Linked DNA regions of Mus musculus: all the other regions are linked to region 1. The links are chromatin contacts, called in public HiChIP or PLAC-seq and promoter capture Hi-C maps. All regions are on one chromosome and are shown on one strand. Each heading gives the region's core, a stretch centred on a gene start, on an enhancer-like site or on the middle of the called end of the contact. The rest is flanking DNA. Distances are from core to core; before and after follow the strand shown. Region 1 holds the start of Ephb2 (Eph receptor B2). Region 2 holds the start of 9130020K20Rik (a long non-coding RNA gene). Region 3 has its middle 20 kb from the start of Gm31295. Region 4 overlaps Gm31295 (a long non-coding RNA gene). Region 5 holds the start of Wnt4 (wingless-type MMTV integration site family, member 4). Region 6 holds the start of Htr1d (5-hydroxytryptamine (serotonin) receptor 1D). Region 7 holds the start of Luzp1 (leucine zipper protein 1).

Region 1 (4,148 bases), core at 1,138-3,637:
AGGGAAACTGAGGCTCCTACAGAGAAGGCAGCTACCCCAGCGTCCCGAGAGAATTACAAGCAGTCCCCTGGGGTCCACCTCATACCTTCTCTCAGTCCAATATGAGCTAATCATGATGAATTAAATTCTCCAGAGTTCTCCTACTCCTGCCCCCAAACGGGCAACCATCCCGTCTTGTGACATCAGCTGCCAACCAGCTCTGTGTCCAGGGCCAGGGCCCAGCCAGGCCACAGCCCCCCCAGATTCTAACCACCCACTTGCCAGAGCTGGACAGACGTGGCCCTTCCATCTACCCCACGGTAATTAAAAACACACTCGGGCCTTCTCAAACGCACAAGAGAGGCCAATTTTCTTCCCCTCCAGCCCCACTGACTGCAACCTAAATAGCAATATTTATGCCAAGCTCCCCATAATACTGTAAACATCCCAACGTATAGCGGGCCAGCACATGAGTCATTTCCCCAAAGCCGGAGTAATACGCGGTACACCAACCAGCTCCCAGGGAGCTCCCCGCCAGCAGCCGGGCTCCACGGCTGCCCTCCACACCCAGGGCCCGTGGCACCCTCAGTGCCCTGGCCACCCCACTCTGGGAAACCGCAGGCAGCCGCCAAATCCTGCAGGAGCCGGAGGACAGCTGCCTTGGTGCCAAACACTATGGCTGCCATCCAAGGACCCCCCCCCTTCTCCTCCCCACTGCGGTCACTAAAATGCTCATTACTGGGAAAGAAACTAAGTTATAGCACGGGGTCCCCCACCATGCCTGGAGTGGCTGTGCCTGGAGCCCTCAAGGCTTCTTCACACCTCACCCCAAAGTGACCCAAGAATAGGGCACTCTGTGTCTCACCCCTCAAGCCCTCGGTGGCACACTCCTAGAACGGGTCACCTTCTTTAGGGGTAAGAAAACCCAGCCAGTTGTTTGAAAGACCTCAGACTCAGGGCCTATTTTTATCACCCAATGGCTAGGGCTGAGACAGGATTTTTCTGAACCCGCGGTTTCCCTATTTGCTAAAAACCAGTAAAAATTCGACCCATCTGGCTTCCCGGAAGACTTCTGAAGGATTCAACACAGATTGTCGGCCGGCAAGCACTTTGCAAAGAAGGCTTCAAGTACCTTGTCAACCGTGCAGCACGCTGTAAACCACGGAGAGCAAAGTACTTCATAAACTGAAGCGACTGGCAAACTGTAGAGCACAGTACACGTGAGAACCATTATTAGGATTCACGCCTGGTCCTTCCAGCCCGGCCATTCCTGGTGGACACACCCAGACCCCCACTAACAACTTTTCCTCCAAAGCCAGCGAGCTGCGACCACCTGGCAGCCACTCCCGCCCCCGGGGGGTCGGGTGGTACCACAGCGCGAGGCCTCGGGGAGAGGCCCAGAGACCCAGGCCAAGGCCAACAACACATGGCAAAGCATCTGGTCCGGTCTCTGACGGCAGCTGGAGAGTTCTCGGGGCTCCAGACTCCACGCTGAGCTCTGTCGCCCACGGGGCGGTGGCCCGCGGAGGTACCCGGAGAACCCGGCGCGCAAGAGTGATGCCCATCGCCCCATCCCCCGCTCAGTCCTGCTGGGGAGGGGACCCCATTGTACGCCGCGAGCGACCGGGCGGGCACGGACGCGAGGGTGGGGGACACGCGCGCTTCGCTCCACTCCACGGGTGCCCCTGCTCTTCGGGTGGCCCAGGCTGCATCCAAGGGGGCGCGGCCAGGGATCCCCAATCCTTGGCGCGGCCGCGGTGCCTCCCTCGGAACGCTCCCTGCCAAACTTTGCAGCACCCACTGCGCGCCGGGCCCGCGCCCCTGAGCTCGGTGCCGAGGCATTGCCGGGCTCTGCGGGGATGCGGGGACCTCGGTGGCGGGCGCGCAGTGGTAAGACCCCCCAGCCCTGGGCGGCGCTCACCCGGCTGGCTACAAAGCCTCGGCAAGATGGTCCCTTCGCCTCCTCCTGGCACAGTCAATCAGCGCCCGCCGCTCGCCCGGGCGCCCGCGGGGCCCCGCGTCTTTCCCAGCGGTGGCCGCCGGCCACACCTCCCCGCGGCCACCTGCGCCCGGCACCGGCCCCCGGGCAAACTTTGCGACCGCGGGGCCGAGTGAGGGGGCGACCCGGGGCCGAGGCGGCCGCTCCCCGCCCCCATCCCCGCTCACCTTCCACGGCGGCTAGCAGCGGCAGCAGCAGCAGCGCGGCCCCCAGCCTGCGCACGGCCATTGCTGCGCTGCCCGGAGCCTCCGGCCGCGGCGCCGCGGGGACCCCCGGGCTGGAGCGCGCGCCCCGGGCTCGGGGGGCCGGCGGGGAGCGGCGGGGCGCGGCGCACACACACACGAGCCGCCGCCGCCGCGCAGCCAGCAGAATGAGCCATCCAGCCCGGGCAGAACGGGGACCCGGGCTCCGCCAGCGCTGGGCACGGCCCACCTGAGCCGCGGGCGTGGGGGGAGCCGGGGTTGGACTGCCAATCCTGTGCCTCTGCCCGGTGCACCCACGGGTTGCACCACGCCCGAGTCATGATCTTCTAAATCTTTTGAGTCCCTTCGGATGGGGCAGCAACCGTGTTGGAGCATCGTGACCCCACTCACCCGGGTGTCCGGGACCCCGGAATCCCCCCCGCGCAGCAGTGGTCTCTCCCGGCGCTGTGGCTCCTCCAGATAAAGCAGCGATTTCAGCCCAAATGTTTCTCAATTTTTATTGAATGCTGCAAAGCCGAGATCGTCTGGCGCGGCTGACAGGAGCAGAGAGAGGGGACCCGGGGCGGGGGGGCGGAGAACGAGGAAGGGGCTGCCCAAAGCCGGGGGACTGGCCCTACCTGTCAGGACTGGGAGTGCCACCCCCTTGCCTGAGCCCTGCCACCCGCGTCCCTGCGGCTTCGAAAGGGACTGAACTGCAATGAATGAGGGGGGGAAAGAGGGGGGAGCTGGGAACAAAACAGGCGGCTTTCCCAGGCTCTAGGGTTGGGCTGGGGCCTCTGCCTGGGAGAGTGGGCCTTGGCGCTCGCCCGCGGGCCCGGGGTTCTCTCTGGCAGGAGTGGCGGGCCCTGGCAGGCAGACCCCGGGCCTTCCCTCCTTGCCTTGTTGTCTTGCGCGAGCCCACCGGCCCCTCCCCGCGGACCTTCCCAGCCGCACATTGTATTTCTCCTCTGTTGATCTGGTTCCCGGTGCAGTTTGCGAGCAGGGGTGTGGAGGAGGCCCGGGGGTGGGGGGTGCCTAGCGACAGCCCCTACTCCACCCCTCGGTGGAATGGACCTGTCTGGGCTGCTCGGTTTTGTGCATAGCTGTCCCTTCGGGGAGGACACAACCCCTTGTTCCATTTCTGCGGGCCCAGCCTGCTCTGACAGCCTTCATCACCATCATCATTAGCGGGCTTGCTGAGACCGGTGGTGGGAGGACTGGAGGGATCCTGCGGGAACCACCCAGGCAGGGCCCCTAGCCTTTGGGACCCGCGCTCCTGAAAACACACTTAGCCAACAGCACTGGCCATGATCATTGCAGTGGGTGGAAGAATGCTTTAGAGAGACAAGCTGTTAAAAGTCCAGTGCAGACCTCTCCAGTCCCTTTGTCCCACAAACTAACAAAACGTCCCAGAGATGTCTTCCCTTCAAGGCCCATCAGACAGACTGTCCTGAGACACCAACTGAGGTTTGGAAATTTGGGGCACCCTTTGAAGCATTGAGAGTCCATCAGAAATGAACCTCAGCCTGGGAGGCCACCTGGAAATGGTGGGCCTCGAAGGTTGCAAAGGAGGCAGAACAGAAGTGAGCCGGGGAGAATAGAAGACAACAGGGAAGATCACCCTCTCTGCCAACACCTTCCACTCCGTGTTGCCTGCAGACTCCTGCCTGGGGTAGAAGTTAATTGGGTGCCCTGGCTTTTTTTTTTTTTTCTCTGTTTCTCCTCATCAGACAAACCAAGGGGCTTAGGATTTGGTGGACTCTGAGCCTTTTCTCCTCCATCCCTGGTGTATACAGGTGGCCCCTCCCCATTTCCAGAAACATTTATGGGCCATCTATTACATCCTGGGTGGATTCAGCTCTGCTTTCTTTCTATCCCCTGGGGACCCTTGTCACCATCCACCCACCCCTAGCAATTGCTTCCTTCTTGATTTAAAATCCTTTTTGATTCAAAATACAAATACTAGATTTTAGCATCCTTTGAGAACC
Region 2 (4,148 bases), core at 1,168-3,667, 490 kb before region 1:
CAATGGAAACTTGCCTCAAAAAAGACCAAGGCTCAGGATGTAGTTCAGTGGTAGAGCGCTTGCCTGACATACATAAAGCTCTAGGTCAATGCCTAGTAGCACAAAAAAATTAAACAGCTAAAAACAAAAATCCTCCCAGCTTATACTCAGGGTATATCATGATGATTGAGTATAAATTGAGGGAAACCAATTTAACAACTAGGCAAAAATAATTATAATTTGTGACACTGAATAAAAGTAATTGCAAGTGTTGATGTTTGAAGAGCTGCCTCAGTATTCTTGTGGACCTTTGCGTTCTGGTGGCAGTGTCAGTCTAGAACCTGGTAGGCATTACACATGTGCTAGTCAGCACTGGGACTGACGTGCTTAGCTCTTGGTGTCACAGTGAAGTCACGTGCTTAGCTCTTGGTGTCACAGTGAAGTCGTGCAGAATCACTAGCAGTTTCAGGGTTGAGTTAAGGTTTTGTTCCTTTGTCCACATTTTATTGTGCGTGCATCAGTGCCAGAAAAAGTGAGGTGTAGAACTTGGTTGCTTGCACTAAACAGCTTCTTGGGAATAAAGTTAATGGTGTTAGGGACATTCAATTTGGATGAGTTTGTGTAAATTAAGAGAAATAACAGTACAATTTATTAACCATATGCATTTGCAACAAAATACACTTGATGGGACCAGAAAGGAAGTGGGCGCTATGGAAGAACTCTTAAATTGCTCCAATAAGGGGCTTCCAGTCCATGTAGCAGCTGTGTCAGGATCTCAGAACATTACTTACTGTGGTTTTTCACAGGTAAAGATTTGGCTAAAGAGGTGCTTCTGGCCTGCTAAAGAAAATAGGTGGAATTGTACTTTAAAGAGTCACTGCAGTATTTAGAGTTATGTTCTCTGGCTATTTCTAGAATTGGACAGAAAATGCCTACAAAACACTAAAAAACTTTCTGGTGTACTACAGTACAGTAACATGAGATATATCCAAATTGGGACAGTTACATGACATGTCCATTTAATCATTTCAAGAAAAACCTGCTTTTGGTACAGTGTTCATGTACCATACCTGTATTGGAATATTTGTATGATGTTAATATTTTTAATAAAATTTAACATGTTCAAAATGTTGTGTTGGTGATTTGGGGTGGGGTGTGATTAATTCAGTTGTACAAAACAGAGTCTTCAGCTGTGTAATTTAGGTTTTTACACTCAAAATTCTTCCCAAATTCAGTCCTAACCTATTTGAAAGAAGCCAGTTAAGGAGTAGCAAAGTGGTTTACTTACTGAATCCCTGCGGGGCGGGGCTCTCCCCGGGGTACTTGAGTACCTTTGTAAGACCTGGGCTCAGAAGTATCAGGCAGAAATGTTGACTCTGGCATTTTAGGCTCCAATAAAGTTTTTCAGAGGAAAATTTAACAACATTGGAAGTGGTCTAGAGAAACTGTGAAGGGGCAAATGGAAGCACCCGTGTGATGGTGGCAGTAGGCTTTTTATTGCCTTGAGCAATAGCGTGGTACCACAAAGAGAGGTGGTATTTGATGCAAGCTGTGTTGGAGGGTTTGGGTCTGTGGTTGAAAAATACTGCCAGTGAACAGGAAGTTCCATGGAAGAGTTCTCTGCCTTCGTGTAAGTTTAGTATCTGTTTAATATAGCTCCCATTCTCTTGCAGGTTGGCTTGATGTGGCGGTTCTCTTCTGTTATTTTCCTCAAGGGCATACTTAGATCCTCACCAGTGAGGAGGGTGGAAGGAAGCTCTGCCGCTCACAATGGAGATTTACTGAAAGTCGTACACTTACTCGGCCATCTTTAACTGTGCTACTAATACCAAAAAAAAAGGCTTAGGAGATGGTCATCGGGGTCAAATGATCAAAACAAGTTGAATAAGTAGCAAGAAGGTGTCTAGATACATTCCGAGTTGTCTTGTGAATGAGGATTGCTGGTAAAGTTAAGTTATGAGGTGAGAGTGATGGGCCTTCCCTTAGGTCACTGGTTTTCAGTTTACTGTTCTGGTTTTTTTCCGTTGTCCCCAGGTCAGAAGATCACTCAGTGAAACAGGAAGGGCTGTTCTCAAAGCAGCAGTGTCTAACGCTCTCTGAGAGACTGTCATAGCCAGGGTAGGGCAGAGGCCGGGGTGCGGTATAAATACTGATCAGGCCCCACCCTGCCTAGCTCCAAGATCAGATGTGGGCCACATTTAGTCTGGGATGTCTCTAGGCTATCTTTACTGCTGTCTCAACCCTGAATTCATTTACTTCGTTTAAAGAAATTAGTTTAATGAATATTTTCCAGGGTAGTTGTGTCTATATCTTTGAAGATACTGCTTTTCTAGAAATTTTAGAAAAATTAGGACCAGGTACAGGTATTTTCTTCAAGAAACCTTGTTTCTTTCAGTTATTTGTGACTCCTAGATAATGACCTAACTTTTTTTTTTTTTTTTTTTTTTTTTTTTTTTTACTAAGAGTCTTCCCATGTCTGCTGCCTCTCAAGTGCTGGGACTAAAAGCTTGTGCCACCATGCTTCTGGGAACCATTAGGGTCTAGTTGTTAGCAGAGCAGAAGTCTGTGGAAATAGTTTAGTAGCACTTACTCCTGTGCACAAAGAATAGCGTTTAGCTTCCCACCATGATGCTAATAAGTTAATTCATAAAATCGTACAGTTAGACTCATGGCCGAGGCCAGCTTGAGCAAGGTAGTCAGTTTATATAAAAATTATTTAAACTATGCAGCAGCATCCTTCAAAAATCACATAGAAGTTCATTAGCCTAAAACTCAGCTTCACAGCTGTGCATGTGAGAACTGCAGCATCGTCTGAGAAAGTCATTCTGCAGTTGTCAGCTGTGCAGAGAAGAAAGCATTTCCTTGAACGGAAAGGGACTGCGTTATTTCAGGTCTCATATTCCACTGAGGCCTTGGTCACTGCCATGTGTTCTTGGGAGGTTAATTTTATGCTCGAGCCAAGAATCCTTTAAGTCTTGCTTTTGGTTCCCTGGATTTTAAAATAGGTTAAATAAAAAATAATATACTTTAAAAGCTATTTTTAGTCAGTGTTTAAAATTTCAGGCTTAAAAGGAAGTGTGCTTTATATTGATCAAAATGTTACCAAACAAATCCTGTTATTGAACCTGATAAGTATCATGGGATTTATTCATTTAGCTGTTGTTAGAATACCTCAGTTGGTTTGGTCAGAACTTAAATGTCTTTCCAGCACATCATGGTTGAAGTAAGCCAGGCACTGGTGGTGCACACTCCTTAATCTCAGCACTGAGGAGGCAGAGGCAGGCAGATCTCTGAGTTCAAGGCCAGCCTTTTCTACAGAGTGAGTTCCAGGATAGCCAGGACTATACAGAGAAACCCTGTCTCAAAAAACAAATAATAACAACAAAAACAAAAGAAAAACCACTCAGATTTTGGTTACATTGTGTGTGTTTAGTTTTGATGTGCCTCCTGTTAGCCCATAAAGTCCTGTTGGAGCAGTGTTCTGGAGGCAGCCGCAGGAGGAAAGTCTGAGGCTATACAGGGAGACTATCCTTCAAATATAAGCAAGAGTAAAAATTGTTGCTGAAACTCATTCTTATGCTGTGGAGAGCAATGTAGTTATGTTCATTCATTGTAACAATTTCTATTTGACTTCTCTAAATGAAAAAAAAAAAAAGTCCGAATGAGACCATTTTTTTGTAAATGTTAAAATGAAGGCTCTGCTATCCCCAGGTTCTTGGAAGCCAGCTCGTACAGTACATAAAGACAATTTCCTAAAGTCCTTGGAAGGGATGCTGGGGATTGATGAGATGTTTGCAGTTGTTCCGGTCACAGTTATCACTTAACTCCACACGCTGACATGGATAGAAGCCCTCAGAGATGTTCAGATTCCCTCTTGTCTCTGAGTTCATTTCCCAGGCTAATGCTGGTCTTGTAGTTGATTCTCTTGTGTCGATCTGACTGATTGATCAGCACCAAGCTTCTAGGTGATGCCAAGGTCATGATTTTTTCACATTTCTGGGGCTCAACAAAAGAAGAAAACCTTAGTAGAAAGCTAAGTAGAAAAGCTAAAAGCTTTTTTGTTACTGGTTGGTTGGTTTGTTCTTTAAGCTGCTTCCTGCCTGTCCTGTAATTCTCTGAACTCAGAGATTAGCCTGCCTCTGCCTCCAGAGTGCTGGGACAAAAGGTGT
Region 3 (4,148 bases), core at 1,075-3,574, 470 kb before region 1:
GGCAGATGAGTGTACATGAGTTTGAGGCCAACCTGCCTTACAGAGTGAGTTTCAGGACATAACAGGACTACACAGGGTAACCCTGTCTTGAAAAAACAAACAAAAGATAAAATGAGTTGATAGTAAGTTTGACATTTGTAAGTTACAAATTGTCATTTGTAAATGTCAAAAAGTAGAACCAGATCTGCTTGTTGGCTTGCTTCATAAGCCTGGCAACTGGGTTTGACCACCTGCACCCATAGAAAGGTATAAAAGAAAGGTAAAAGAGAACTCCACAAAGTTGTCCTCTGACCACTGCACATGCCATAAGACACACACAAACACCCCCTACATAGACGCCAAATTCCAAAAGTAGAATGGACTGTTCTTTCACATAAAGTTAACCTGTGCTGCATACAACATAGTGTGTGTGTGTGTGTGTGTGTGTGTGTGTGTGTCGTGCGCATGCTTGTTTTTGTCAATTTGAAACAAATTTGAGTCACCTGGGAAGATTGGGGCTGAAGAACCAATCCATCAGATTAGCCTGTGGGTGAATCTGTGGACATTTTTTGATGAAATATTCATTTGGGACGGCCCAGGCTACAGTGGGCAATGCCACCCTGGGCAGGTATCCTGGCCTGTATAAAAAAGGAAACTGTGAACTGGACAAATGGCTCAGAGGTTAAAAGCTCTTGTTGCTGAAGATTCAAGTTTGATTCCCAGCACTCCTAGGGCAGCTCACAGCTGTTCATAACTCCAGGTCCAGGGTATCCAACACCTGATCTCAGCAGTCACCAGTCGTACACAAGATGCCCAGACATACTTGCACGCAAACTGCTCATACAAATATATATCTTTATAAAGGAAGAAAGGGTCTGAGTCAACTCAGTACGCAGTATTCCTCCATGGTGACTGCTTCAGTTCCTGCCCTGGCTTCCCTCAGTGTTGGATAACCTGCAAGTATTCGCTGAAATAAACCCTTTCCTTTCCAAGTTGCTTTTGGTCATGATGTTTGCCACAGCAACAGGAAAACAACTAGGCCAGTGTGTGTTCCCAGGGATAAATACAGCACTTCATGAATGCCATGCAAGCACTATGCCATGCCATTCATCTGCCATCTGCTTCTAATGGCTGAACTGACTACAGTCATTTCAAAAAGGGTTTCCTTGCTGTGAAGAGACACCCTGACCAAGGCAACTTTTATAAAGGACAACATTGGGCTGGCTTACAGTTCAGAGGTTCAGTCCATTATCATCGCAGTGGGAAGCATGGCAGCATGCAGGCAGCCACGGTGCTGAAAGAGCTGAGAGTTCTCCATCTTGATCCAAAGGCAGCAGCAGGAATATCTTCTGCAAGCAGCTAGGAGGACCTCTTACACACGGGGTGTAGCCTGAGCTTAGGACCTCAGAGCCCAACCCCACACTGACACCCTTCCTCTAACAAGACCACTTCTCTTAATAGTGCCACTTCTCATGGGCTGAGCAAATTCAAACCACCACAGGTTGATAATGCCAGTGTGCTTGAGGTCCCAACACTAGGTGAATCTTATAAGCAGTGGTGACCGAGGATTCCAACAAGTCACAGTGTGATTCCACACATGTCACAAAGCTATAAACCAAAGCCAGGAAGGCAGACTGGCCAGGAGGTATGGCATGAAAAGAGCACCCCAGTCATTGCCTTTTGTCAGCATGGTAATTCTGTAAGTATTCTTTATGCCTCGTTAGTTTATGTGTTTCATACAAGTCATTGACCTTACATTTTTATAACGTTTAAAACTGAGCTCTAAGACAACCTATGATACAGCTGACAGGTAGCACCTGCCTACATCCCCAAGGGCTTGGGTTCAGTCTCGGCATCACAAGGGAAAACAAAACAAAACTCTAGCCTCATAGTTACATTTTTGTCAAAAATTATTAACCTCATAGTCTCAGTAAAATGACTGGCACCCATGCAGTATGATGGAGGGCGACTGGGGTGACCCATCACAGTGCCACATGGCTGTATCACAACATATATAAGTTACGTGAGCACATACGGCTATATAAGATGTTACAGCAGCATCTTTACATACACAGTCACACACTGAGATCCATTGCTCGCATCATCCCTTGAAAACTGCAACTCTTGTCTTTCCATTTTATAGATGAGATAAAGGCTAGGAAGGTTGAATCAGGAAACAAGCCTATTACATAATAGCCAACATGCTGAAACCCTGTGGGATTATACACACTTACAGTAACCAGCTTGTGTGTGTAGTTTTGATCAGCTTCCTTTGCCAGCTCAGTCTGCCTTCAGTCAGCTTCTAAGGCAAGCTCTGTGCTTTCCCTCTGAAACAAGCGTTGCTTTGCTGCTGGAAGCAGCTGCGGCTGAGTCGTCCCTCCCTGGGTTAGCAAGGGAACAGTCAAGGTCACAGCTCAAAGGTAGCACTAGCCTAGCATCCCAGTGATCTGGGCCACTGGGTGTCACAGACAGGTGTGGCAGAGGACAACAGCACAGAGAGGAGGAAGCAGATGACATCTAAGATTGGCACAACTCACAAAGCAAGTTTCAAGATGGCCAAGGCTACATAGAAAAACCCTGCCCTAAAAAAAAAAACAAAAACAAAAAAACAAAACAAAAAAACCCCACAATTTTAAAAGGGCAAGGCTCAAAGGGGCAGTATTTCTGTGAGTCACCTACGTAATAAGCTTACAAGCAGACACCAGAACTGGGCCTTCAATTAAGATAGTGGTTCTCTACCTTCCCCTTGCCCTGAATACAGTTCCTCATGCTGTGACCCCCAACCACAAACTGATTTCTATGGCTACTTCATAACTCATTTTGCTATGGTTATGAATTGTAGTGTAAATGTCTGTGACTTCCAGTGGTCTTAGGTGACCTCTATGAAAAGGTTATTCTGCCCCAAAGAGGTCACGGTCCACGGGTTGAGAACCACTGGCTTAAGGCCTTGGTCCTCCCTTTACCTTTCGTTAGAGCTGTGAAAACTGGAGAGTCCTCTAGCCTCTAAGAGGCATCGTTCCGCACAGGAAGATTTCCCTTTAAATGACCAAGCTGACTGAGTCATCTTAACTATGAGACGGTGGGGCAGGGGCCTGAGTACAATGTTTGCCTAGCACGCAGAAGACTACATTTGATCCCCACTACTACAAAAAGAAAAAACAAATTAAATTAGCTTCATGAAGACATTATTCAGAACTAGAATAGTAGCACTCAGATTGTCTGTTGCCACGGAATGCCAGGGAGCAGGAATCGAGCCTTTAGATTGCCCTCTACTCGGAGAGAGCCAGTGATCGGAGGCAGAAGCTTCTCATAGCAGCTCGTCACGGACCAGCTATTTTATGGTGGAAATGAAAGCAGTCATTCCAGAGCTCGCCCCCACCCCACCCCCTGCCGCCCCTCGCTGCACCTCTGCTTAGGCAGCCAGCCACATGTTTGATTCTTGTGATGGTTGAGACTCTTTCCGTATCATCTCTGTCACAGTCTGTCATTGTCTGGACTCTGGGGCTCAGTGTTTCCTGAAATATTGAGGCGAGTTTGGGTCTGCTGGCATTGATCCTGCACTTCAGCCGCTGACAGAAAGGAGAGTCAACGCAGAACACATACATCATGGATACTCTGTGTGCTAAGCTAATTAACACACACACAAACACCTTTCTACAATATGGGATAGGAAAGTGCCCTTTTCCATCCTCTATTGCCTACTGATTGGAAGGCAGTGTGTCTCTGGGCCTTTTGGATAATTAATGTTAGTTTCTGTCAGAATCTGTGTTCCAAACTAATACTAGGGGCTAGACATGTAACCTAGTTGTAGAGTGCCTACCTAGCATGGAAGATGTCCTAGCACCCACCTACCCACACCCCCACACCCTCCCCCCACACCCTTCATACAAATCCATGGTGTTGGGGGTGGGGCATAAAGCAGTATCATAATTCTGGATTCCCAGACCTTAACTCTATAGTATGATAGATTTTTCTTACAAATATTTGTTGGACAACTAGAAACACTGGGGAAAAATAAAAAAGGCTAAAAGATAACATTCTCCAAAAAGGAGACAAAAATATGATAGGAAAGACAAGTTATACTGTTCCCTAGACACAAATATGATAGGAAAGACAAGTTAGACTGTTGCCTATTTTAGCCACAAGGAGGCGCTACGTACAAGGGTTAC
Region 4 (4,148 bases), core at 1,064-3,563, 450 kb before region 1:
TTGCATCAGCTTCGGGTGGAGTTCCTACCCCTCTCTTCCCCATGAGCTAACCAGAGCTCGCACCTTGAACTGCTCCAGGCAGGTGGGTGCACACAACCCCACCTAACTGTTTAGATAGGTGCTGTGCTGGGATCTGAACTCGGGTCCTCACACTTGTGTAGCAAGCATTTTACTGACTAAGCCTTCTTCTGAGCCCCCAAATCTACATTTTTATCACTTTTTCAAAAATAATCTGTGGTGCTGAAGTTTGAATGCAGAGTCTTATGTATGCTAAGCAAGTGCTCTGCTGGCTGGTGCTCCCTCGTCCTCCTCCTCCTCCTCTTCCTCTTCTTCTCTTCCTCCTCCTCCTCTTCCTCTTCCTCCTCCTCCTCTTCTTCTTCTCCTTCTCTTCCTCCTCCTCCTCCTCTTCCTCCTCCTCCTCCTCCTCCTCCTCCTCCTCTTCTTCCTCCCCCTCTTCCTTCCTCTCTTCTGTTTTTCCCTCTCCACGCCCCCCTTTATGTTTTGAAACATAGTTTTACACTGTGGGCTGGTCTCTAACTCACAGCCATCCTCCTGCCTCAGCTTCCTGATTGCTGGAGCTCTCATAAGGACGATCAAAGCCGGGGCTGGGTCAATGTAAAGTCCCTGAGTCAGCACGGTGAGGTGGGGGGTGGGGGGGCTGCTGGGCTTTGCGTTGGGAGAAGATTAGGATACTTCTCACAGGGGGTTCTTATGAGGGAGCAAGGCTGGCTCCCACCCTCTCCCTTCTGCTTACTGCTTCCAGATGTGAACACTTACTCTGTCCTGACATTCCACGCACCTTCCCCAGAGACCAAATGCAACTAACTCCAAATCTTCGAGCTGAAGAAATCTCTTTTCATCCAGGTGTGCTGCCACACTCCTGTCATCCCAGCACTTGGGAGGCAGAGGCAGGCAGCTGTCTGAGTTAAGGCCACCTTTGTCTACAGAGGGACTTTTAGGACAGTCAGGGCTACACAGAGAAACCTTGTCTTGAAAATCAACAACAATGGGGCTGGAGAGATGGCTCAGTGGTTAAGAGCACCGTCGGCTCAGTGGTTAAGAGCACCGTCTGCTCTTCCAGAGGTCCTGAGTTCAATTCCCAGCAACCACATGGTGGCTCACAACCACCTGTAATAGGATCTGATGCCCTCTTCTGGTGTGTCTGAAGACAGCGACAGTGTATGCACATACATAAAATAATAAATCCTTCAAAAAAAAAAGAAATTGTTGCTTCGTGTATTTTTAATACTGGCAAAAAGCTGGTTAAGGTCCATGGTCTCCTAACAGCCTCAGGCTCCATGCTCCTCAGCTCTAACTCTAGAGTAAGGCCAGCCTGAGTTCAAATCTTGGTTCTACCTGTCTCCTAATTTATTTAAGATTTTTAACATTTCTTTAGGTCTCACCTAATTTGAAAAAAAGATCTGGATGTGGTGACACATGCTCCTAATCCCTGCATTCAGGAGGCTGAGGCAGGAGGATTGCTATAAGTTCTCTGCTTTCAGACAGAAGCTACTTAGGGAACACCCAGAGGGGGCGGCTGAGGCTGGACAGAGGGCAAAAGAGACAGATTTTCTTAAGTGCAGCCAGGCCAGCAGAGGCTGGCAAGCTTGTGCTGCGGGCCGCTGCACTGAAGCCGTTTCCTGCTGCTTCATCCCTAAATGGGACAACAGGGAGAGCTGGAAGTCACCTGTTGCCATCAGCATTTCCTGTGCCAAGCCTAGGGGATACAAGGTTCAGTAAGGACAAGAGGCAGCACTCACTACATCATACCTACCCGGACCCCAGCCCTGCCCCTCTCCCAACCCCGTCCCAAACCTGAAACACCCAAAAACCCCTACTGCTCTAGGCATTTTGCAGGCAATGTACATAAACTCTAACTGCATGCTGCAGAACAGGTGTCATTTCGTTCCCAATTCACAGATGAGGGAACTGTGGGCACAGGGAGAGAAAGGAAGTTGTCCACATGGACAAGGGGCCCAAGCTGAGATCTGAGCCCAGGCGACAGAGCTCCAGGCTCTTGTCCCCTTGGAGTGCTCACAGTCTAATGAGTTTGTATAGGTGACTCGCCTAGGAAAAGCCACCTGGGGGAATCTATGGACAGTTTCCTAACTCCACGCAGGATGTGTTTACCAGGTTTTCACTTCTGGCCCCAGTCTTCCACTTCTACGGGGCTTCCAGCCTCAGCCTTCCCATTCCACCTCCAGTAGAACTGTGAAAGAAGAAACCATCATGTCACCCCTGTAGTCAGTATGCCACGGACACTAACGGAATCCCTGCATACCCATCCTGGACTTTCTCCTCTGGCAAGAGGTGAGGGAGAGAGTTGAGCCAAGCTCTGTAGTGAACACTTCTAATCCCAGCTTTGAGAGGTGGAGCCAGGAGGATCAGGAGTTCAAGGACAGCCAGAATTACCTGAGATCCTGTTTCAAAATGGGGGACGGGGGCTGGCGAGATGGTTCAGTGGTTAAGAGCGCCGAATGCTCTTCCGAAGGTCCCAAGTTCAAATCCCAGCAACCACATGGTGGTTCACAACCATCCATTCGTAACGAAATCTGATGCCCTCTTCTGGAGTATCTAAGGACAGCTACAGTGTACTTACATATAATAAATAAATAAATTTTTTTTAAAAATGGGGGATGGGGGTTGAAGGGATAAGAAAGGAAAGGGGGTGTTTCTAGGGGCTCTGTGCCTTGCTTTGGCTTTATGGCACTGAAGACTGTACCTAGGGTGTTGTGCATTCAAGGTGAGCACTGTATTTCCAGCCCCAAGCAGGGCTTCGAACCTGAGCTTCCTGGCAACTCCAGCCTTAGAGCCAGAAGCAATTCAAGCCCCGTGTCCTCATCCTGTGTCACTGAGTATGACCTGGCTGTGACCAGGTGTCTTACCTAACACTTTGCTTACAAAGCGGACTTTCTATCTATCGATTCTGTGACAGCTCCATAACAAAGATAAATGTGTCCTGCCTGAGAGAGCATTTATAATTTCTGTCTCAGTGGCTCCTCAGAGAGCTGGGCACAAACTCACCAAAAGAGGATGGACAGTGAGAAGCAAGGACTTTGAATATGTATAAGTCTGGGTGCTGGAGAGATGGCTCAGCGATTAAGAGCCCTGGCTGCTCTTCCAGAGGTCCCGAGTTCAATTCCAAGTGCCTTTATGGTGGCTCACAACCATCTGTACTTGGATCTGATGCCCCCTTCTGGCACGCAGGTATGCATGCAGAGAGAGCACTCATACGTAAAATAAATACATCTTTAAAAAAACTAAAGACTACACATAAGCCTTCCACTGGACCCTGACTCTGCCACATATATGCAATACAACCTTAAGGGCGTCACTCGATCTACCCGAGTCTTGGTCACTATCCTTAAGATGAGATGACAGTAACCAGGCTTTTTGGAGTGATCTTGTAAGATATAGTGATCTTGTATAGGAGTGTAGGAAGGTAGAGCCCTGGCCCTGAGCCAGACTGCTTGCTTAGGTCCCTCGTCCACCACAGTGTGTGTGCAAACCACGCGTGTGATATACCTGACTATTCCAGAAGAGGGCTTCCGATCCCTTGGAGCTCAAGTTCCTGGTAGTTGTGAGCCACCCAATGTGGGTGCTGGAAACAGAACCTTGGACCCCTGGTCATACAGTCTCGAACACTAAAGCACTGTTTTACCTCACATGCTCAGGAGACAGACAGGCACACAGTAAGTCCTCAGTAAGATAAGTAGTGGCCCTCACTGAGACTCACCACAGCGCCTACAGTGCCATCCGCAATATTACATGACCACAAAAGCAATGACCACAGTGCCCCGGAGGAAGTGGCCTTCGGAGTGGCACCTGTTGTCTCTGCTGCCACTCCTTGCTGGGGGAATGGGGGATGGGGGATGGAGGTAGGGCGAGTTTGCCTTCCCTGACCCCAGGGTTCCCTGACCAAGCTGATGATGCACTGTGCCCCAATCTGTTGGCTCCCCCTCACCCACTAGGAGCCTGGCATTCTGAAGGAGCTCCTAGAGTCTGTTATAGATTTAGCTCCCGGATGGCATCTACTGGTTGTCAGCTACTTATCAGCAATTAAGCTTCCATTGTAGATGTCAAGACAGAAATACATTTTTGCTGTTGAGTGGGGAGGTATTCCCACGGGTTGTCAGACTGTGGCTCTT
Region 5 (4,148 bases), core at 548-3,047, 440 kb after region 1:
TGGGTGGAGAGGGAACGGGAGACCAAGTTTGTCTATACAAGCTGAGATGTGTGCATGTGTGCACAAAATAATCTGTAAAGGGCAAGAAAGGCAGAAGTGGGAAAAGGTGAGAGTCAGGACCAGGCACCAGGGTCACTCTCTGTGCACTTCATTGCTGCACCATGCATATGCGGGACCCAGGCAGTGTGAGAAGCTCACACTCAGAGCAGTTCTGCATGTTATTATGAAAGCGTGTTTTTTTGAGAGCTGGCTAGGACATATTTTATTCCTCGTTTTGTTAGCTTGATTTATCACCTGCAAATATTTAGACATGTGGTACATGAACTCACATCTGCACTTTTGCCGGGGCTCCACGGATCCCTACCACCTTCTGCTCAGCCTCCATGCCAAACGCTTATCAAGTCTCTCCTGGGTTAACCCAGACAACTGGAGTCAAACGTGGCCATGGTGGGGGTGGGCAGCCAAACTCACATAGAGAAAACAGTTGGTTCTGGAAGGGCAGAGGCCAGGTCATTTTCTCTCCCCCTTGCTTTTAGTGAGATTGAGTAGGGTCTCTGGGCTTTCGTGTCCTGTTTAGACAGAGTTCCTCTAGCTCAGTGGGATGTAGCCTCAGGCAGGGCCAGAGTCTGGGCTCTATCAGTGACCTGGAGAGGGTGTGGCCCAGCCATGGCAAGTAACTATTAACACGGAATTGAGCTTCAGCACCAGCCAGGCATGGGTTTTTAAGCAATATCTCCACTCCATTCATTCACTCCACAAACGTGTCACCCACCCACTCTGTGCCAGACACCAAGCTAAGGGTTGAATCTGCCTGACGTGGGAGAAGTAATAAAAGAATCGAACAGAAACCCAAGCAGACAGCAAAGATTGGTTCCTGTGCTAAAAGGAAGCCTCCACAGCCTTCCAGTTCCTAAGCAGAAGGTCTACACAGAAAGGCAAGGGGTTCGCTCAAAACCTCGCTGCCTGGAGCGCGCCAGAACTCAGGGCGATCCAGAAGCGAGGTTTCGGATTCCCGGAGTCTCAGGCCACTGTCCCAAGCTGCCCGAAGTAGAGAGGCCCCTGTCCAGCTCCGGGAAGGCTGGAGGGAGGTGAGTGCTAGGGAGGGGCCGGACCACAGAACGCGGGGGCCTGAGGGCGGGGAGGGGTCCGGTGGGGACAGCCGGGCGGCACCCCAGCCTGGTGCGCCCTGAGCGCGAGCGACTGGGTGCGCGCGAGTAGCAGCCGCTCTCGCTCCGGTGGCTCCGCCGGGGTCGGCCGGGGATCCCGGCTCCCAGGCGCCGGCGGGGGGCCGCGGGGCGCGGCCAGGGCGGCGCTGCAGTGCCCGCAGCGGCGGGCTGGGGGAGCTGTGCCCGCTCGTCCCTAAGGCCCCGGGCGGGGACCCAGCAGCTGGGTCGCCGCGCCTCTAGCTCGGCCCAACTGGGCGGCGTGCGGCCAAGCGTGCCTGCAGCAGCGGGGCTGAGGCTCCGAGCGCGTCCGGGCGCCGGGCCGGGGAGGCCCCCCAGGAGAAGCCCAGTCCCGCGGGCTCAGGACCGCCCCCGTGGGGGGGGGGTTGTCCCACGCCGCTGGACCCGCCCAGGTAACCCCATCCTCGGCCCGCCCCCGGCCCGCCCCGCCGGCCGCCCGCCCGCCTCCGCCGCCACCGCCGCATCCCGGCTCTGGGGCGGCGCTGACAGTCGGGTCCGCCGGGCAGCGGGCGCAGCAGCGGGCGGCGCGGCCGGCTGCTCGGAGGCTGAGCCCCGCCGCGCGCCCCGGCCCGGCGCCCCAGCCCGTCCGCGCGGCGCCCACCTGCCGCCCCGACGGGAGCCTTGCGGCCGCTGCCCCGGGCTGGGCGCGCACGGCACCATGAGCCCCCGTTCGTGCCTGCGGTCCCTGCGACTCCTCGTCTTCGCCGTGTTCTCGGCCGCCGCGAGCAATTGGCTGTAAGTCGGGCCGGGGACCGGGCGGGCGGGGCGGGTCCCGGGGCCACAGGCGCAGGGGGCTCCCGGCAGGTGTCTCAGCCGTGGGACCCGAGGATCGCGCTCCCGCCGGTTCCTCCTGCCGGCCACCACCACTGTCCGGTCTTCCCTCTGGAGGTCCCGGGACCCCTGCTGCCCCAGTCCGGCTCGGGGTAGCAGGGCTGGCAGTGCGTCTGCACCGGGAGGCTCCTTTGGGTGCTCGAGGGCGCGCGGGGGTGCGAGCGCGGGGCGGTGGCCCGGGAACGGAGCGAGGCGCAAACCGGCGGGCTGACAGGTCTCCGAGGGAAAGCGTCCCGAGCATAATAGCAGGTTAACCGCGAGGAGTCTGGGCGCGAGCTCCTCGCGCTGCGCTGCGCCGCGCCGCGCTGCGGGCTGAGCTGGAGGCGTGCAGAGACCTGTTTCTGCTTGGGGGGCGGGAGCCAAACATAGAAGTCCAGGACCGGGGCGCCGAGCCTCTGAGAGCCCGCAGGCTGGCTCTGGCTGCTCCTCGCTGTTCCCTGAGGCAGGAAGAAACTTCTCCCAACCTTTAATAAAGAAGGCGACAACCCCCATCCACCTCTAAGGGTCTTGCCTAAGAAGGAAGGGGGTGGTAACCACTGGTGACCTGTGTGTCTCTCCCTGACTGGGTCTGCGCTCGGGAGGATCCCTGGGAAGGCGAGCTAAAGAGCTAGTGACTAAGAGAACAAGGAACCAGCTTTTAGACTCCTTCATCCCTCCTCAGTGGCACTTCCTATGGCCCAGGCTTAACCCTGGCCCCAACTTCTCCTGCCCAGAGCTCTGCAGCCTTCCACTGTGGGCAGCCAGTGGGGAGCCAAGCTCCTGTATTGATCTGAAAAGCATGAGGTGGGAAGGGGGGATAGCCAACAGTGTAGCTGGGGTTTCCATGGAGACAGTGGGAAAGGAAAAATTCTCTCTGCATCAAGACCAAAGAACAAATATCTCCCATGAAATTGCCCTGAGTGTCCAATGGCTGTTGCTATGAGGTCATTGTGGCCAGCCAGGGCCCTGGAGACTGGAAAGGAGTGTGTTCGTTGGGGTCAGAGCCACCCAGAGCTTGGGAGACTGAGGTGATGTGGAATTCTCCCAGCTGTTCCGAGAGCTCGCAATTCCTCTGAGGCCCAAAGTGGCTGCATTGTTTTTCCTGGATTCTTAATTTGATTAACACTTCAGGGGCAGTGGCAGAGTGGACAGAAACCAGGGCACAGCCACCGTCCCCTCCCCTCCCGCCCCCCACTTCTTGCAGAATGCTCCCTCCCCCAGTGAGACCTGGGTTGCAGACCTGAGAAAGCACTTTGCACTTGAAGGAGTCTGGGGTCTCTGGAGTTGCCTCTTAAATAGATAGGTTTAGAGGTCTGAGCATCAGGGGAAACTAGAAGTTCAGCTGACCTGCCCAGCACCAAGCAGTACAAAAAAAAAAAAAAAAAAAAAAAAGCCAAGGAAACAGTGAGAAGTGTGTGAGCCAGGCCTGCAGCAAACACGGAGACAGCTGCCACAGAAAGGCCCTCCGACGCTCCTGGCTCTTTAGCTCCCTTTATAGATGAGGAAAACTAAGGCCCAGGGAAGGGAGCTACTTACCAAACTGAAGACGGAACTCAGATGCTTCTGTTTCCAGACAAGGATAATCTACTTCATGCCTGAGGCTGTCCTGAAGTTGACCCAGTACACCCAGGTAGAATTGCCACCCGCCTCCAGCCATGTCCACCACGCCCCAGTCCCAGCTAGGGAGGCAGCCCCAGCTTCAGGTCTTGCAAAGCAAGGGGAATTCCAGAGCTCGGTTCTTGAGCCTTGTGCCTGCACCGTGGGGGGTGGGTAAGGGGGGGGGGCCTGGGCTTGGGGAGGTTGGCAAACCTGTTCTCTGCAACTGGGATGGTTCCTGTTGCCATGCAACCTGCCTCTAGACAACTCAGTTCACTCCTGTTCCACCAGGGCTCTAAGCCAGCTCACAGAGACAGGAGGAAGGGGCTTCCCAGGACCCTATGGAACTAGAGAGGCTCCAAACGGGAAGAGACCCCAGGCACGCGCACACACACAAACCTTGTACTTCTAAACATGTCCATCTGTAGCCTGAAACTGGACCAGCCCCTAGGGAAACAGGTGCCACAGCCTAGGCTCCCAGCAGCTTGGGTCTGAGAAGCCACAGCTGGAATGGATAAGGCCGTGTGCCTGCTCCTCGGCCGAGTGGAACTCCTCAAC
Region 6 (4,148 bases), core at 1,053-3,552, 410 kb before region 1:
CTCTGCACAGCGACTGCCCCTGGGGAACCTTCTCTGCACCCCTTGCCTAGATGCCTCTGGCCTGTCTTGGAGGCTCAAGGCCAGGGTGACCCCTCCCATGTGCCTATACCCAAGGGCTTGTATACCTCTTCCTCTGCTTCTGCTTCCCACATTCTGCTCTCCCCAGCTGTGTGGAGGTTTCCTCCCGGGGGGGGGGGGGGCGGCAGAGATGGCACTTTGCACAAATGCTAGTCCCGGGAAGGACTGAGAATCTGAAGTGAACTCCCTCCATACACATAGCTATTTCCATCAACATTGCCCTGAGCAGTTCTATAAGCAGGTGCTATTAGAAGGTATTGATTGCTTTAGGTGTGTCCTTTTCTCCTGTCCTTTCTTCTTCCCTTTCTCCTCCTCCTCTTCCTCCTTTTTTCCTCTTCTTTCCCCCCCACCCCCCCACCATCATCACCATCATCATTATTTTGAGACAGTCTCATAGAGTCTAGACTGGGCTCAGACTCCCTGTGAATGTAGCCAGTGACCTTGAACTTCTAATCTTCCCTAGTGCTGGGATTAAGGCATGTGCCGCTACTCTTTGTTTATTAGATGCTGGGTGTTGAAGTCAGGTGTTTGTGCATGCTAGGCCAGTATGCTTCCAACTGAGCTATGTTGCGCATATCTTTCCCCAGGGCTGCTTCAGATAAAAGACACACACACACACACACACACACACACACACACACTCGTGACATGCCACTGTCTACTCTAAAGTATGTAGTTTTCAGCTGCAAGACCTCAGGGTAGGACCTTGGCAGCTGCCATGCTGGGCTGTGTATCAGGACCCTCTGGCCCTCCACAGGGGTTCAGCCAGGACACTAGTAGCACAGCCTATATTAAGGCCACCTATGTTTGGCATTGCTCAATCTCCCCATCTCCAGTGTGGGGAAAGAGCCAAGGGCCTAAAGAGAGGAGAGACGGCTGATTGAGGTGTGGCTGCCCATAACTCCTGTCTATTCATGCCGTGGATTTATTTGCCTGGGATCTGCGCTAAGACAAAAAGAACCTCTGCATTATTAATGACCATTGATCACAGCCTTCCAAAAAAGAGAGACTGAGAGAGATGGAGGCTCCAAGCCAATCACAAATGACAGACCAGGAGAGCAAGGGGTGGGGGCGGAAGGGGAGGGCCAGGTGGGCAGAGAGTTTGGCGCAAATAGAAGGACACGGAAGGACGCTGCAAGCAAGGCGTGGAATAGCTGCTGAGTTCTCAGTGTGCTGGTGTGCCAGATGTCAAACAGCTGTGTGGGTGCTGGTGGGTGTTTCCGGATCTCCCTATGCACTCCCCCCCAAAGGAGACTCAAAGACACAACTTTTACCAGGGATGAAGAGTCGCGGTCACTTCATGATGCTAATAGGGTCAATTCATCAAGAACACATAACCAGTCTACTGGTGGATGCTGGTGATAACAAGACATGAGAATATACAAACAGTAAGGAGACACAGTGGGTGGGCAAGGACACGGAAGGCCAGGTCCACCGGAGCTGTAAGGAACCTGGTCAAGCAGGAGTCTTTGCCCTCCCTGTCTTTGAACTCAGCTCTCTCTCTCTCTCTCTCTCTCTCTCTCTCTCTCTCTCTCTCTCTCTCTCTCTCTCTCTCTTTCTTTTTCTGGCTCTCTACATCCGCAGCCCCTACTAAACGCTGAATAAGGGAGCTGGCGGTCATATCTGCTGCCCCAACTTTGGGATCACTCTGCTTGCCCAGCAGGAAACTGTACTCATTCCACCTCTGGTGTGTGGCCGGGACGCTTCCTACCTCCGGTCTGTCCTGAGAGGCTGCTTTCCCGGTGAGACTTTCTCCCCTCCCCCGCCCTCCCACCGCCTCCGACCACCCTGTCCACTCCCCACCTCCTTTCTTGCTTTATTTTCCTCCTGAAACATCTGTCATCTCATTAAGTACATCGTATCCGCCCCAGTAGAACGTGAGCCCCAAGGGGCGGGGGTTGCACAATGGTTTTAAGCCCAGTGCATAGCCGGTGCAGATATAAAGCAGATCGATAAATACTTGCTAAATTAAAGGTAGGGGGCGGGAGACTCAGCTTGTGAGGAACCCGCGGATGGAGTCTAGGCACGGTCCACTTTCCCCGGACAGTCCATTCCTTCCTACAGGTGGGCCTCCTCCACCCGCATCCCCTGCGTCCTCCTACCGTGGGGTTGGGGCAGGGGCTCCGGGCGGGCCTCCCCTGCTGTGGGCGGGAGGCCGAGTGGGGAGCGAGCCCAGCGGGGGAGGAGCCGGGGAGCAGAGCACGGAGCAGCGGCGGGCGCGGGCAGGAGCCCGGAGCCCGAGCTGCAGGCGCGGAGGGCGGCGGCGCCCGGAGCTCAGCGGGGGTCGTGGAGGAGGCCGGGCTGCAGCCCTCAGGGGTGCGAGGCGCCCACGGCGTTGTTCCGTACCTCCCGGCAGGGAGCTGGTAAGCGCGGGAGCTTGGGGCGTCGCAGCCTCGCGGGGCTGAGCCTAGCCGGGCGGGTCCTGATGGGTCACCTGGCGTCCCGCCTCTGTGCGCCTCTCGGACGGGACAGGAGCGCACGGAAAGACGGTCCCAAAGGACCATCGGGGCCCGAAGGGAGCATCCCGGATGGTTGTCCAAAGCCCTGGATCGTGGGGTGGGTGGAGGGATTCCCCAGGGGAGGCTGCGGGACCCTGGGAGAGCGTCCTCCGTGTCCCGCGCTCTGGGAAGATCCCACTGGACAAGAGTGCCCCCCCACCTCGGCCCGAGGTGAAACGTCTACCCCCAGGTGGCCCCGGTGACGGCCTAGGGAATCGGGGAGCCCTCTACCGGCCAGGTCAGGGGTGACGCCAGTACGGGAGGGGACTTGAAGGAGCGTCCAGTTTGGAGCTCGGGTTTGGAAAGGGCCCTGACTTGCTTGTGACCTTGGGCAGGTCACTGCTTCTCTCTGAGCCTCAGTGTGCACATCTCTCAAATGGAGAGGACGCTTCCCTTCACTGCGGATTGGTGGGAGTGGGTGAGAGACCGTGGATGCCTTTTTATACGCGGTAAAGTTCTCTGCAAATCCTAGCTTTTCGAGCAACATCAGAACTGCAGAGAGCTCAGGGAGATTGGCTTTATTGCAGATGGGAAGAAGGTGGCAAAAATCTTGCCCAAAGTCTCAGTACTTGTAGAATGTAATACTCAACGCCCCCGGCCCGGCCCCCACCCCCACCCCCACCCCCACCTGCTCCCACTCGCTGGGTTTGGGGACCATCAGAGATTAAGATCCTAATACTCTCAGGCTGGCCACATTAGCAAACTAGCCCTGGCTACTTGCTTAGCTGCTTAGTCCTCTGAGCATTGGCTCCCTCCTATATGAAACGAGAGTGACAACGACCACACTCCAGGTTTGCTTTGCAAAATCAAATGGAATCACTGCCTAGTATTACATCTGACCTCAGACAGGAACTCGGCCTTCCTCGCCAGGCTTTGTAGTAGCAACCTCAGATCTCATCTTGGGAATTGCTTTATGGCAGTGGTCCTCAAACTCTGAGTCTCAACCCCTTTGAGACTCGACCGACCTTTTCACGGGGGTGGGGGTGCGGGTTGCCTAAGAGTTCAGAAAACACAGATACTTACATTATGATTTATAAAAGTAGCAAAATTACAATTATGAAGTAGCAACAAAAAAATAATGATTTTATGGTTGAGGGTCACCACCACATGAAGAACTGTGTTGAAGAGCGGCAGCATCAGGAAGGCTGAGAACACCTTATGGTGTTTTCTAGTGGCATTTGTGTTGCAGGTCTGTGCTTTCCTCTACATGCCAGTGACATTGGCTAGACTCTCAGCCCTTCCTATAATGGTCCTTTTATGACAACAGCAAGCTGGCCACTTGGGCAGCTGAGCTTTGATCACTGATATTTCCCAGTTGGTTGGCAGAAAGTGGGCTTTATTCAAGAGACCAGGACTCCATTGGAAGCTGGAGTCCAGGCCAGTAGGTATAAGTGGCAGGGTCTAGGGCCCCCACTCTTCTCTATCCGATGACAGGACCAGGAATATAAAGATGGCTCTTTGCCTTTACTATCTCCCTGATAGAGAGTGGATCTGCTGTGGTCCCTTCTCTCTCTGGATGGATAACGTTTCTTTTTGGCAAGGGTGATATGAACACAGACAGAAATATGTTCT
Region 7 (4,148 bases), core at 593-3,092, 370 kb before region 1:
CAGAAGCACCAGAAGAGGGCATCAGATCTCATTACGGATGGTTGTGAGCCACCATGTGGTTGCTGGGAATTGAACTCAGGACCTTCAGAAGAGCAGTCAGTGCTCTTAATCGCTGAGCCATCACTCCAGCTCCCATGGATGAATGTTTTGCTTATGTGTATGTATGTGTATCATGTATGTACCTGGTGCCTGCAGAGACCAGAAAAGAGTATTCGATCCTTTGGAGTTGGGGCTGCAGAGTGTTGTGAGCTTCCATGTGGGTGTTGGGACAGAACCTGGCTCCTCTGCAAAATGCTCTAACAAATAGGCTATCTCCCCAGTTCTGAACTCTTTCTTTCTTTCTTTGAGACAGGATTTCACTATGTAGCTCTGGTTGTCCTAGAACTTACTATGTAGACCAGGTTGGCCTAGAACTCACAGAACTCTGCCCGCCCTCTGCCTCCCAAGTGTTGGGATTAAAAGCATTTGCTACTATGCCGGTCTCTGCAGTTGAATTCCTGAGTTTTCTGGCTTTACCTCCTGAGTGCTGGAATTAGAGGTATATGCTACCACATCCAACTATGCAGTGTTTGTGATTGAAGCCAGGGCATTGTGCATACTAGACAAATGCTCTACCAACAGAACTGTATCCCCAGCCCCAAAGGGTACTCCAGGTTGGCCCTAAATGTGTGATTCTCCTGTTTCACCCTCTTCAGCATTTGCCTACCAGCGCTCATGGCCATGGATGGCATTATTTTTTAAGACATGTTTTCTTATTTGTAGCCCTGCTTGTCTCAAACTAGCAATGCACCTGCCTGCTGAGTGCTGGGATTAAAGATAGGAATGTGCCACTGCCACACCCAGCTGGAGGTCAACAGGATACAAGTTATAATGTATCCACGGCCCTGTGAGAGCTGGAGTCAATGCCACCAGGTACAGAGAGCAAAGAGGGTTGGTCTTTTTGCCTTGGGAGAAATAGGAGGACGCACACAGGAGATGAGGTGACAAGCAGAAGGGCGGATGTGGGAAAGCGGTGGGTGTGCTAAGGGAAGTTTGGGTAAACTTCAGAGCGTGTGTATGAAGGTAGGAAGTGAGAATACCAGGCCATGGATTTGGCCTTTGTTCCATAGGCAATAAAGAGCTTACACAAGAGGCGTCTCCAGAGACCAGCCATACTCCTGCAGTCAGAGAGGAAGCAGCTCTTAGCCATCTGTGTCCCGGCTTGTGCAGGCTGCTGGGTGCCAGCGCGTGGGAGGGCGCCCACAGAACGTCTCTGAATGTGGCCTGTGCGCTGCAGGATTTAGGTCCTGAGCTACCTTCAAAGTCCACTTCCCCCCAGGGGTTCTCTTGGCCCTAGTACTTTGTACATAGAAGGCATTGGGGGGACTTTTTGAGACCATGTGGCCCACTGCCGATTCCCATTTTAAAGAAGGAAAAGTAAGGGATATAGATGGGAAAGGACTTTCCTGGCAGCACCTGAGGAATGAATGTGGAGCCAGTGGGACTAGAAGTCATGACCTCTGAGCCACGCCCAGTCCCTTCTCCACACTCACTGAGTAAGAGGTGTTTGGTTGAGCGATGACTTCATTTCAGGCCCTAATCCCTTTGCATGGACGATTTTACTGCACCCTCCCAACGTCTCTGAAAGCGTTTCTTTTGAGCGCGGTCTTGCCTTCCAAGTCAGGTTTCCTCCGGAGCCTAGCCCAGGTCCGGGGCACCTAGCTAGGAAGGCAATGAAAACTTGGCTGGGTTCAAACCTTGGGCTTGGAAGTGGGAGGGCTTAAAAAAAGGACCAAAGGAGGCGTGGCCTGGCATACGCCCCGCCCCGGAGCGCTGACGCCACACAAGGCCCCGCCCCTCATTGTCAGTCTGGGGGAGCCTGAGCAGGCGCCGGCCGCTGGGAGCGGAGCGCCGGATCCTCCGGCGGCGGGAGCGCGGGCCGCAGCCGCTGAGGTGAGGCGGCGGCGGGAGTGTGGCGAGGCGGGCGGCCTGGGAGTCCGGCTTGTGTGCCGGGGGTGAGGGGGTCTCGGCCGGGGTGTCCCGGGGACGGCGGGGAGTGCGCGCGGGTTCTGGAAGCGGAGCCGGGAAGGGGAGGTCTCCGGTGGGCCAGCCGGAGAGAGTGTGGCTGGAGTTGGAGGGAGAGACTCAGAGATTTTTTTTTCTTCCTGAGGAGGGGGAGGGACGTTTCTGAGGAGACTGGGGAGACGCCGAGTGAGGGCGAGCGCGGCTGTGGCGGCCAGGGAGGGAGGCGTCGGGGTCCTCGCCGGGCTCCGCGGGGCGGCGAGCCGGGAGGAAGGAAGTGAGCGGACAGGAAGGGCCGCGGCCGGTGTGCGGGACGCGACGCGCGGGGGGCCGGGGAGAGGCCCGCGGCGGCCCCGGGGCGTCCGCAGCTGTCGGCCCCGGGGCTGCGGCCCGCCCGCCCGCCCGCGCGGCTCCCGCCGGCGCGCTGCTCCCGTCTCGCGGGCCAGACCGCCGCGGCCCGGGAAGGAATTCGAGGCATTCGCTTTGTTTAAGTTGCCAGTCGACAGTCCCGAGGACTAATTAATGGTGGAATCTGCAGGGGCACTCGGGTAGCCGCCGGCCCCCTCCCGCCGCCGCGGTGAACTTTCCGCAGCGCGCACCCCGCCCCGCGGCCCGGCAGGGAAGGGAGCCATGGCTTCCCGAAGCGCAGGAATGAAGTGCGGTTTCGGGAGCCGCTTTTGGCCTGCGGCTGGCCAGGCGACTAGCGAGGTGGAAGCCGGCGTCCCGGGCACGGGCACTGGCACGGCGGGGCTGGTGGGTTCCGCAGCCCGGTGGGGACCTCTCCGAGGTGCCTGCGGTTTCTGCTAATTACCTCGCAGGAGCCTCAGCCGGCCGAGAAAGACCCATCTTGCTATGGAGCATCTGTTTCTTCATCGCGTCAGCCCCTTTCCTAACACTGCAGAGCTTGTTGTGGCTTGTTTCGGAAATGCCGAGGCGGGTGCTCACACTTCGGGGTGGGAGAGGGGAAGAGAGCAGGCAGCCCCCCCCCCCATCCCCCTTCACACACCTCCAAAAAAAAAAAAAAAATCTCCGCAGTGTTCTTTAACCGAGCAGCTTGCAGATTCTCTGTCGCACCTTCGATGACTTGAATGACCTTGGGGGAAAGGATTGTGCTTCTGAGCGCCTCGTGGTGGCTTTTCTGTCCATTCAGGAGAAAATAACTCTCTGGACCTCAGTGCCTTTTGGAAGATATTTTTGAGATTTGGGGTTTGTTCAGGGTATTTCTTTTTGTCCTTTTTATTTTATTTTTTTTTCCAACTGCTGTCTGTGGTTCTGGCTTAAGGATCTGGACTAGTGACAGAGCCGGGAAGAATTCAGATCACCTAGGAAGATTTAGCAACCCCAGATGAGGGGAGGCTATTTCCTCTGGGAAAATCTGTACAGTATGTTCCAGATTGCCTTCTGTCACTTTGTGTGCAGCTTTGGTGGCATTTGTGTGGTTAAATTCTATAACCCCCTTAGAAAATTCTTCTCTTGTTAGAAATAATTGTTTTGCACAGAATTTCCCCTTGGGGCAGATTAAGGTTTTGCTCAATTTACTCGGAAGAATTTTCCAGGTTTCTAAAATTAAATCACTTTTCTAAACATAGCAGCTAAAGTTTGAAAAACTAGAAATAGTGGGATGGGTAAGGGATGGATTGGACTATGAAGGCAGGAAGTATAGGTTCACAGCTGACCATCCACTAATAACATGGAGTTTAAAAAAGATTTGTCTTCCTGTGTATGGGAATGCTCACATGAGTTCAGGTGTTTCTGAGGCCAGATCCCTCTCAAGTTTTTGTTATAGGCAGCTATGGTTGGGAGATGCCTGACATGTGTGCTGGAAACTGAACTTTGGTCTTCTGGAGAGCAAGAAGGGTTCTTAAACATTTTGCCCTCTCTCTAGTTCCCATAACATGGATTGTTTGTTAATTAGCCTTCCTCCATATTTTTTTTTAAAGCCTGAAGACCAAGAAAGGAAACTCATACTGTTGAGTTGTCATTCAATAATACTGAGTATTGAGTATATTACGTAGTCATTGCAAGCCTGTGAAGTGCTAGTTGAGCAAATTGAAGGTCAGAATGTAAAAGTGACTATCCCAAGCTCATGCATATAATCAGTAAGTAGTGGTACTGGAATTCAAAAGTCAAGTCAGCTTGGAAAGCCC

What was found. Promoter capture Hi-C pulls out the DNA fragments that hold promoters and counts their contacts. HiChIP or PLAC-seq counts read pairs in DNA pulled down with a chosen protein or histone mark.
Region 2: an H3K4me3 HiChIP or PLAC-seq map of embryonic stem cells shows a contact between it and region 1, with 3 times the contacts expected there. The contact joins the promoter of 9130020K20Rik here to the promoter of Ephb2 in region 1. A contact is called at or near these places in 1 of 39 promoter capture datasets (hippocampal neurons) and 1 of 115 datasets of contacts at active chromatin or transcription factors (embryonic stem cells).
Region 3: a contact with region 1 is called in a promoter capture Hi-C map of hippocampal neurons, with 3 times the contacts expected there. The contact joins the enhancer-like site here to the promoter of Ephb2 in region 1. A contact is called at or near these places in 6 of 39 promoter capture datasets (cranial neural crest, embryonic stem cells, hippocampal neurons and 2 more), 1 of 15 datasets of contacts at CTCF or cohesin (the NIH/3T3 cell line), 2 of 484 Hi-C or Micro-C datasets (cerebellum and embryonic stem cells) and 1 of 115 datasets of contacts at active chromatin or transcription factors (stem cell-derived neural progenitor cells).
Region 4: a promoter capture Hi-C map of liver shows a contact between it and region 1, with 2.3 times the contacts expected there. The contact joins the enhancer-like site here to the promoter of Ephb2 in region 1. A contact is called at or near these places in 4 of 39 promoter capture datasets (the 3T3-L1 cell line, 3T3-L1-derived adipocytes, liver and 1 more), 2 of 484 Hi-C or Micro-C datasets (the HPC-7 cell line and embryonic stem cells), 3 of 115 datasets of contacts at active chromatin or transcription factors (all in embryonic stem cells) and 2 of 9 other capture datasets (embryonic stem cells and pancreatic islet).
Region 5: an H3K4me3 HiChIP or PLAC-seq map of embryonic stem cells shows a contact between it and region 1, with 16 read pairs. The contact joins the promoter of Wnt4 here to the promoter of Ephb2 in region 1. A contact is called at or near these places in 7 of 39 promoter capture datasets (the 3T3-L1 cell line, cranial neural crest, embryonic stem cells and 2 more), 3 of 484 Hi-C or Micro-C datasets (all in embryonic stem cells), 5 of 115 datasets of contacts at active chromatin or transcription factors (bone marrow-derived macrophages, embryonic stem cells, neural tube and 1 more) and 1 of 9 other capture datasets (embryonic stem cells).
Region 6: an H3K4me3 HiChIP or PLAC-seq map of embryonic stem cells shows a contact between it and region 1, with 5 times the contacts expected there. The contact joins the promoter of Htr1d here to the promoter of Ephb2 in region 1. A contact is called at or near these places in 2 of 39 promoter capture datasets (hippocampal neurons and liver), 1 of 484 Hi-C or Micro-C datasets (myeloid progenitors), 2 of 115 datasets of contacts at active chromatin or transcription factors (embryonic stem cells and pancreatic cancer cells) and 1 of 9 other capture datasets (embryonic stem cells).
Region 7: a FOXA1 HiChIP or PLAC-seq map of pancreatic cancer cells shows a contact between it and region 1. The contact joins the promoter of Luzp1 here to the promoter of Ephb2 in region 1. A contact is called at or near these places in 1 of 39 promoter capture datasets (cranial neural crest), 1 of 484 Hi-C or Micro-C datasets (embryonic stem cells) and 4 of 115 datasets of contacts at active chromatin or transcription factors (embryonic stem cells and pancreatic cancer cells).

What each region holds. Positions count from the first base shown.
Region 1 is chr4:136,833,625-136,837,772 of GRCm38.p6, forward strand. Ephb2 (Eph receptor B2) reads right to left here and starts at 2,388. Exons shown (of 16, transcript NM_010142.4): 1 at 2,146-2,388. The coding sequence starts at 2,206. It overlaps Gm31536 (a long non-coding RNA gene), which reads left to right and starts at 2,311. Exons shown (of 5, transcript XR_881502.3): 1 at 2,311-4,148.
Region 2 is chr4:136,344,875-136,349,022 of GRCm38.p6, forward strand. It overlaps 9130020K20Rik (a long non-coding RNA gene), which reads left to right and starts at 2,418. Exons shown (of 2, transcript XR_881499.3): 1 at 2,418-4,148. Hnrnpr (heterogeneous nuclear ribonucleoprotein R) reads left to right here. Exons shown (of 11, transcript NM_001277121.1): 11 at 1-1,107.
Region 3 is chr4:136,365,802-136,369,949 of GRCm38.p6, forward strand. No RefSeq gene overlaps it. Among named protein-coding and RNA genes, the nearest start is that of Gm31295, 20 kb to the right of the region's middle. Within about 2 kb of position 2,325, at least 7 of the 459 cell types and tissues checked have an H3K27ac peak or open chromatin away from gene starts, as enhancers often do. A contact at or near this core is called in hippocampal neurons, where this site is marked.
Region 4 is chr4:136,387,993-136,392,140 of GRCm38.p6, forward strand. Gm31295 (a long non-coding RNA gene) reads left to right here. Exons shown (of 3, transcript XR_390837.3): 2 at 1-82; 3 at 764-1,001. Among named protein-coding and RNA genes, the nearest start is that of Gm31295, 2.6 kb to the left of the region's middle. Within about 2 kb of position 2,314, at least 2 of the 459 cell types and tissues checked have an H3K27ac peak or open chromatin away from gene starts, as enhancers often do. A contact at or near this core is called in liver, where this site is marked.
Region 5 is chr4:137,275,838-137,279,985 of GRCm38.p6, forward strand. Wnt4 (wingless-type MMTV integration site family, member 4) reads left to right here and starts at 1,798. Exons shown (of 5, transcript NM_009523.2): 1 at 1,798-1,919. The coding sequence starts at 1,843.
Region 6 is chr4:136,422,310-136,426,457 of GRCm38.p6, forward strand. It overlaps Htr1d (5-hydroxytryptamine (serotonin) receptor 1D), which reads left to right and starts at 2,303. Exons shown (of 2, transcript NM_001285484.1): 1 at 2,303-2,441.
Region 7 is chr4:136,467,919-136,472,066 of GRCm38.p6, forward strand. It overlaps Luzp1 (leucine zipper protein 1), which reads left to right and starts at 1,843. Exons shown (of 5, transcript NM_024452.2): 1 at 1,843-1,932.